Linked DNA regions of Gossypium hirsutum: region 2 is linked to region 1. Evidence: chromatin contacts called from public Hi-C data. All regions are on one chromosome and are shown on one strand. The core of a region is the stretch at or near the end of the contact, and the rest is flanking DNA. Distances in the headings are between cores, read along the strand shown. Region 1 has its middle 3.8 kb from the start of LOC107948169. Region 2 holds the start of LOC107948168 (ethylene-responsive transcription factor ERF023).

Region 1 (3,838 bases), core at 763-3,262:
TATGAAACTAATGTATGATCTAATGATTGTGGAATTATATGTAGTTATAATATTGATGTGGGAGAAATAAAATTGAATTTCAATTCAAATCAATTTCGAAATTTGTGTTGTTATTCAAATTCTATGAAACCTATCATCAAAACCCTTTTTTTAGATCGACTTTTTATTTTAAAGATGAAAATGGAGTCGCCACCAATCCTTTTTATTAGGTGTGATCAGATCACCTCGTAATTTGATCATTTTAATAAAAGTTTAGATTTACTAAAATAATGATTTCTGGTCTACAAAATCCAGGGAATAGGTTCGAGAGTCAATTACGCATAAAGAATTATTAGCACCCTCGTAACGCCCAAAATTGGTACCTAGTTGATTAATTGATGTCTTAGTGTCGAGAATTAAAAATTTGAAGAGAATTTAAAACACAATCCCTCTTTGCATAATGTTATTTGATTAAGATATCACTCAACTAAATTAAATTTTATGGAAAAGGGCCTTATTTCGAATTAATCGAGAAAGAAATATCATACCTCGTAAGTTAGGACACGATCCCTTAAATTCTTGAAAACCAGAATAATCGTCATTTGATTGTTACCTAAATCTTCCTTTTTTTTGTTATTTTAAGTAGGTTATTTGATTACTTCAGTTCTAGGAAGATGCCATACTCCGTAAGTTAGGAGCACAACTTCCTCAAATCCCAAAAATAACGAACATTGCCTCGGTTCTAAATGTTTTCCATACGTTAGATAAAATGAATGTGACTTTTAAAACGATATTCATTTAGTTTATTTGAGCGTAGTGTAAAAATGGATAAATATATTTTAACAAGATGACATGGCGATTGGCAAAATGAAGTAACATAGTTGCGAGTAAAAATGATGATATTAACATGATAGATGAATAAATAAAATAAAATAAAATAAAAAAATGCTATGCTAGTGAGTAATAATAATGCAAATATAATGGAAGTAACAACACCAATTTATGGTAATAACAGCAATATTGTGTCATGATTACTACCATAATATTAATATGAATGATGATAATAATAATAATAATAATAATAATAATAATAATAATAATAATAATAATAATAATAAAAGGGATAAAATAAAAAGGCATATTAATAATAAAAATAACAAGGATTTTGAATGTTAAAATAAAAGATATAGTAAATAAAGAGGCAACATTAAATAAATGAGGGATTAAATTGAAATTTAAATCACATTTAAGGTATGTATTGCAAAAAAAGAAATAAATAAGTGGGTAAATAAATAAAAAAGGAAATAAAAGGCTAAATCGAAAATATAACAAAATTTAAAGTCTAAATCATAAAGAAAAGGACATAAAAGGATTAAATTAAAATAGGATATAATATATAAGGGCTCAAAAGGTAATTATCTCACCCAAATTTACACATGTCCTTCCCTTAATGGGTCCATAGTGGTCGAGGGATTAAATTGCACAAAAACAAAATAAAATAGCAAAAATAAAAGAAAAAAATAAGTAGTAGGACAAAATTAAAAAATAACAAAAAAAGTGGAAAGGTCAAAGCAATAATTAGCCCTCCCCTTTAAAAACGCGTGGATCTTAAGGGAGTCCGAGTCGGGTCATTGGGTCATACTTCAAAACAACGCCATTTTGGGGCTTCTGAAGCCAGGCCAAAATGAATTCGTACCAAGACCCTATATAAGTCAAAATTTTCAGAAAAAATCACTTCTTCTCCGTTTAAAAGAAAAAATCTCTCCTTTCTCCTTTTTTTCTTTGAATGCAACCCAGGGTCAGGCCATAGGGCCGTCGGAAGCCCGTAGTGGCCACCAGTACGTTTATAGAAGAAATGCAGGTGTGTTTACAATTTAATCTATGTATTTTCATGTCAAAATTTAACTGAAATTTAATACTTAAATTGATGAGTATGTTTATAGAAGAAGTTGATTGATGGAATACCGCCACTTAAAAATATTTGAATGATGAAAGAGGGATTTCCACGGCTTCTCCTTTCTCAATTGTTGGCCAATCAAGATTTGCCACATGGCCACATTCTCGACCATCCACTTCCATAAGAGGAGATGTGTTTTAATTATGCCTAATGGCATATTTGAAATGAAAAATTAATACCTAAATTGGTGACTGTGCTATTAGAATGACTTAATTAATACAAAACTGATACTTTAAAGACTATTTTAAAGATTGGGATCAGTGTATACTCTAAACTGTAGTTTGGGAACATTTTACTGAACTTACCCATTTGAAACTTGATTTGATGATGAACAGGGGATTTTCATGGCTTCTCCTTTTCCAGCCACGTGGCAATGTTCTTAGTTTTCCTTTAAAATAAGGCACGTGATTGAAGGAACTTGCAAGTTGATAGAGTGACGTGCAGATCCTTGTCTTCCACGTGTTCCAGACAACAACGTGACAGATAAAGCCATAGCAACGTGTACTCGATAATAACTCCACCCTCTGAATAAATTAATATTTATTTTCAATTAAATAGATCAAATTTTTAATTTTCAAGTTCAGATTATGACAATAGAATAGATTTATATTTATTTTAATCTCGATCGAATTTTATTTATACACATTATTTGATAATTTTGTTCATAACTTCGATTTAAACTTATAAGTAACTTTCTCAATTCTATTTTAATTCGTCTTAAAATTTTAAATAAGGCATCATAATTAAATAAATTTTACAAAACTAAACCAAATGTACATCATAAATCTTATAAAATTAAAAAATTTGTAATAAAATATGTTGTAAATATTCATAAAATTAAAATGTGTTGTAACTTGTTATAAAATTAAGAAATTATAATTAAAAGTAGTTATATAATTGAAAGAGAGTATACATTAATAAATATATAGGGTCAAGACAATGAAATCCATCTAAAGTATAACTTTCTTATCTAAAAGTATCATAGAGGCCTCTCTATTAAAAGTTTGATTGTATTTTGTCATTTTTATTTAATAAATAGTAAAATTAGTTTTTATATGTTAAATCAAAGAGTAAATTAATCTTTTTTGTTAAAAATTTCATCAATTTGTATGGTTAAAAACTGAGTAGCTAATGAAATAATCAAACAGTGATTCGAGATGTGCTACATGTACCTCATGCTGATGTACATAAATCAATTTTTAACAGTAAAAATAGACGAAATTTGATGTTGAGAAAATTGGTCCCTCTAAAAAAATTAGGAGTAAACGTTCAATCGAGTCGAGTGAAATTTTTTTTAGTTAATTGAGTTTACAAGTCCTATTTTATCATCGTAACTCAATTTGAAATATTTTTGAATTGATTCGAGTGAAATGAAATTTGAGTCGAGTCAAATCGATTGATATTATTCGAGTTAATTTAAAAAAATTAAACATATCAAATAAAAATATTGTTACAGTATAACTAATTCCATGTTAAAGTACACAAATTTCAAATCATATATATTTGAAAAAAATTCAAAGCAAAATAGTAATAATAAGATACTTTAGTATGATATGAATCATTAATTAGGTCCCAAAATTATTATTTTAGTTTTTTTTAAATTTTAACTTTTTTATATATATAGTAAATTTTTTATAATTTTTTTAAAATATAAAATATAAAATTTTTATAAATATTTTGAATCTTAAAAAATATTTTAAATTTTTGAAAATTATTTTGAATTATTTTGTAATTTTTGTTGTGAGAGAGACCAATTTGCTTATTTTTAAAGTTGATAGTGACCAAAATGGTATTTACACAAATCTATTATTCGAATTGTGAAATTAAACCCGACTCAAACTTGAAACTTGAATCAAGTTTGTCGAAACCATTTTTTTTAAATCGACTTTTTGTTTTAAAAAC
Region 2 (3,488 bases), core at 601-3,100, 62 kb after region 1:
CACTTGAAAAAGAAAAAGGAAAAAGTGAAGTCACAAAAATCTCGTGTTACCGGTTGCACCATGTGAATGTGTGAACCATTCCCAACCTTACACTACCGAAAGGCAAAAGCCAAAATAATATTATTATTTTTTCCAAAATCCTTAATCCCTTCCTTCCAATTTGAAGCTACTTTCACTTTGTGAGAGGGTGACTTGGTCATTTTCAGGTCAAAATCTTAATGCTCCACCACTCTTGGTAGGAGACAGTAGACAACACTGTGCATCACCATAAACACTACCCTTTGCTTGACGTATATCAGTTGAGTTGTAATGATTTTGAAATCTCTTACGTAAAGTTTTTAGTTGGAATCTCTTAAAAAAAAAATTCAATTTTTTAGGTTTCATTCAACTTCAGATTTAATTAGAACTTAACGACACCATTCGATATTACAAGCCTCTAAGGAAAAAAAAAATGAATCCTTTAGTATTAGTAGCTGAAACTAGACTGGTTGGATTGGAAATCAAATAGTATAACAATTCAAACAAATAATTGAACCTATTTTGCATTGGCTCTTGAGCAAATCATTTGAAATTAATTGAACTGAATTAAAAAAAAAAGTTGGTTTAACTAATTTTTTTATTTTTATAAAATTTTAATAATTTATTTAATTAGAATTGAACCGACAAAATAAATTGATAAAACCGGGTAAGAATGATACGCTCTAAAAACATTTTGGTTTGAATGTCTTTAACTAAAAACATGGAGGTGCTTTTTTATCAAATATCTATCGCTTATTCAAAATAAAATAGTTTAAGGGTGGATTTAGATGGGCGGTGTGTTTACCTGTGATTACTGTAAAAGTAGCGGTAGCGTGAAATTAGATATTATAACGATACTATAGCATGAGACAAAAAGTAAACTAAGCGCACTGCACTAGAGGTAAACGTCTATCCAAACCCACACTGAATTAATAAATAAACAAAATAAAGTTACTTTTTTCCGTTAAAAAATAAGATTATGAATTTGTTTTTATATTAGTAGTGAAATTTTTAATTTTATAGAAGTTAATTCATTTATTTTAATTTATCTTAATTTTTTATAATATTATTAGTTAATAAAATTATTAATTATTTCAATTAAAATAATAATATGAATTAACACACCTTCCAACATAAAAATATCCATGTTATTATGTTATCATGATGAGTTAAAATAAGTGTTTGTAAATGAAAATTCATGTCAATATTTTATTCGAATGTTAATTATTTGGACTAACTAATGAAATTATAAAAATAAAAACGGACCAAAATCATATAAAATTAAAAGTATAAAGATTATATCTCAAATTTGAGTGTCGTAGAAAGATAAAAACTAGAATTTAACCTTTAAAAGATTAATAAATCTATTAATTTAGTTTACAAATTTATTTTCTGAAGTTACAAATGCAATCGCAATGAATATATACAAATAACCATAATAAGAATCAACTATTACAAAATACGATTAACCCGATAATCAAAATATATCTAAATTTAAAATAAAATGTTATTTAGAGAGCTAGGGGTAGATAAGAAGGTTATCTTGGCCCTAATATGGTAAATATTCCTTTTTAACTCTTTAGAAATTTATGAAATTACAAATTAATGTGATGATAAAATTGCATTTTAACTTTCAAATATTTATGATTCATTTTTACATCCGTCCTTAATTGCATAAAGTGAAAATCAAAGTTAAAATTTTTAAAATTTTCCAACGTAGGGCAAAAGCAATGGCTATCTCAATCCTCCTAACGCAAAACAAGTGGCGCGTGAGCTTTGTATGTTCTCACGTTAGGATGCTTTATTTGTTTTGACAATTGACCTGTATGGGTATTTGCGTAATTTCAACCAACCGTTGTAACGTTTAATTGCAAATATAAATGCTAGTCTCAACACTTGCAATAAAACGGTTCTTACGTAATGGAACAGCCACCGTATACGGAGGATGACTTAAACGCCTCCACCGCCTCACTGGAATCGGCCATGAAACACGACACAAAAGGAGGCGGCGGAACTCGGCATCCAGTATACCGTGGCGTTCGTAAACGACGGTGGGGCAAATGGGTGTCGGAGATTAGAGAGCCCCGCAAGAAGTCACGCATTTGGTTAGGCTCATTCCCGGTGCCGGAAATGGCCGCTAAAGCTTACGACGTAGCGGCGTTTTGTTTGAGAGGACGTAAAGCTCAGCTGAACTTCCCCGACGAAGTAGACGATTTACCCATACCGTTGACGTCCACTGCTCGTGACATCCAAGCCGCCGCCTCGAAAGCGGCACATTTAGTAGTATCTTCGTCGAAGAAAATTCCAGAATCATCCGAAGACGGTAGTGATGATTTCTGGGGTGAAATAGAATTGCCGGAATTGATGAATAACGGCGGTTGTCAATGGAATTCTTGTGGATGGACTTTCGCCGGCGATTTATCGTGGCTTGACGGAGAAACCCAAACACAACAACACTTCCTAGCATGTCTTTGATGTGTAGGGATCCCACTTTGTGTAGTAAAAAACAAAAAAAACCGCCATTAATGTTTCAACAACCTCGTGTTCTTTGCTGTTTATGTACTTATTACAAAGCATTATACCATATATATGCTTTTAAGTTTTGTGGTTCTTATGGTACGTCGATTTAGCAAAGGTAAGCTTATCAATTAATTCATCCTTCTCTCTCTCTTTTTTTTTTTTCTCACATTTTCTGGTAACTTTGTTTATGTTTGAAGATTAATTATTTTTAAGAATTCATATCTTTGCTTTTTCGGATTTTAAAATTTAATTTCAATTATGAACATTTTTAAAATTGTTTTTTTTTAATTCATATTCTCTGTTTTTTTTAGATTTTAAAATTTCAATTATTATCAATGCTAAAATTATTTTGTTAAATTCATATTCATTACCACATTTTTTTTAGTGAGTGCTTTTTTATTTCAACTTGTCACACCAACAACAAATTTAACAGAAAATTATCAGTTTTAACAATTAGACCTAGATTTTGAAATTTAAAAAAGTAGAAAGATCAAATTCTTGAAAATAAAAATATAAGGACTAAATTTAAATTTAGAAAGAGTACAAAGACTTATGGCATATTTAATTTTTTTAATTCTAATAAGATTAGTGAAGTATTTGACATGTGTTATTTTTAAAATTTTTTGTACTTTATTTTTAGGATTTTCATATTTTAAAATTCAAGTCTAATTGCTAACATTATTAACTTTTTTTGTTAAACTTATTGATGCAATATTTTGAAATATGAAAAATACTCATTTAATAGGTCATGTAATTAAAAAAATAACGTTGTAATAAACTTGAATTTAACAAAATGACATTAACAGTATTAACAAATTGACTATAATTTTAAAATTTAAAAAGCAAAAGGACTAAATTTCTATAAGTAAAATATAAAGATTAAATTCCCAATGTAGGAAAAAATACAAAAACTTATGGTATTGTTCTTTAACACAAATGAAGTCTCTTGC

The links. A called contact is a pair of places that touch in the nucleus more often than the background predicts.
Region 2: a Hi-C map of leaf shows a contact between it and region 1, with 4 times the contacts expected there. The contact joins the promoter of LOC107948168 here to the enhancer-like site in region 1. A contact is called at or near these places in 5 of 34 Hi-C or Micro-C datasets (cotyledon, leaf and stem).

The regions. Positions count from the first base shown.
Region 1 is chrA12:81,546,264-81,550,101 of Gossypium_hirsutum_v2.1, forward strand. No RefSeq gene overlaps it. Among protein-coding and RNA genes, the nearest start is that of LOC107948169, 3.8 kb to the left of the region's middle. Within about 2 kb of position 2,013, at least 3 of the 9 cell types and tissues checked have an H3K27ac peak or open chromatin away from gene starts, as enhancers often do. A contact at or near this core is called in leaf, where this site is marked.
Region 2 is chrA12:81,608,092-81,611,579 of Gossypium_hirsutum_v2.1, forward strand. It overlaps LOC107948168 (ethylene-responsive transcription factor ERF023), which reads left to right and starts at 1,851. Exons shown (of 1, transcript XM_016882638.2): 1 at 1,851-2,674. The coding sequence starts at 1,939. The coding sequence ends at 2,493.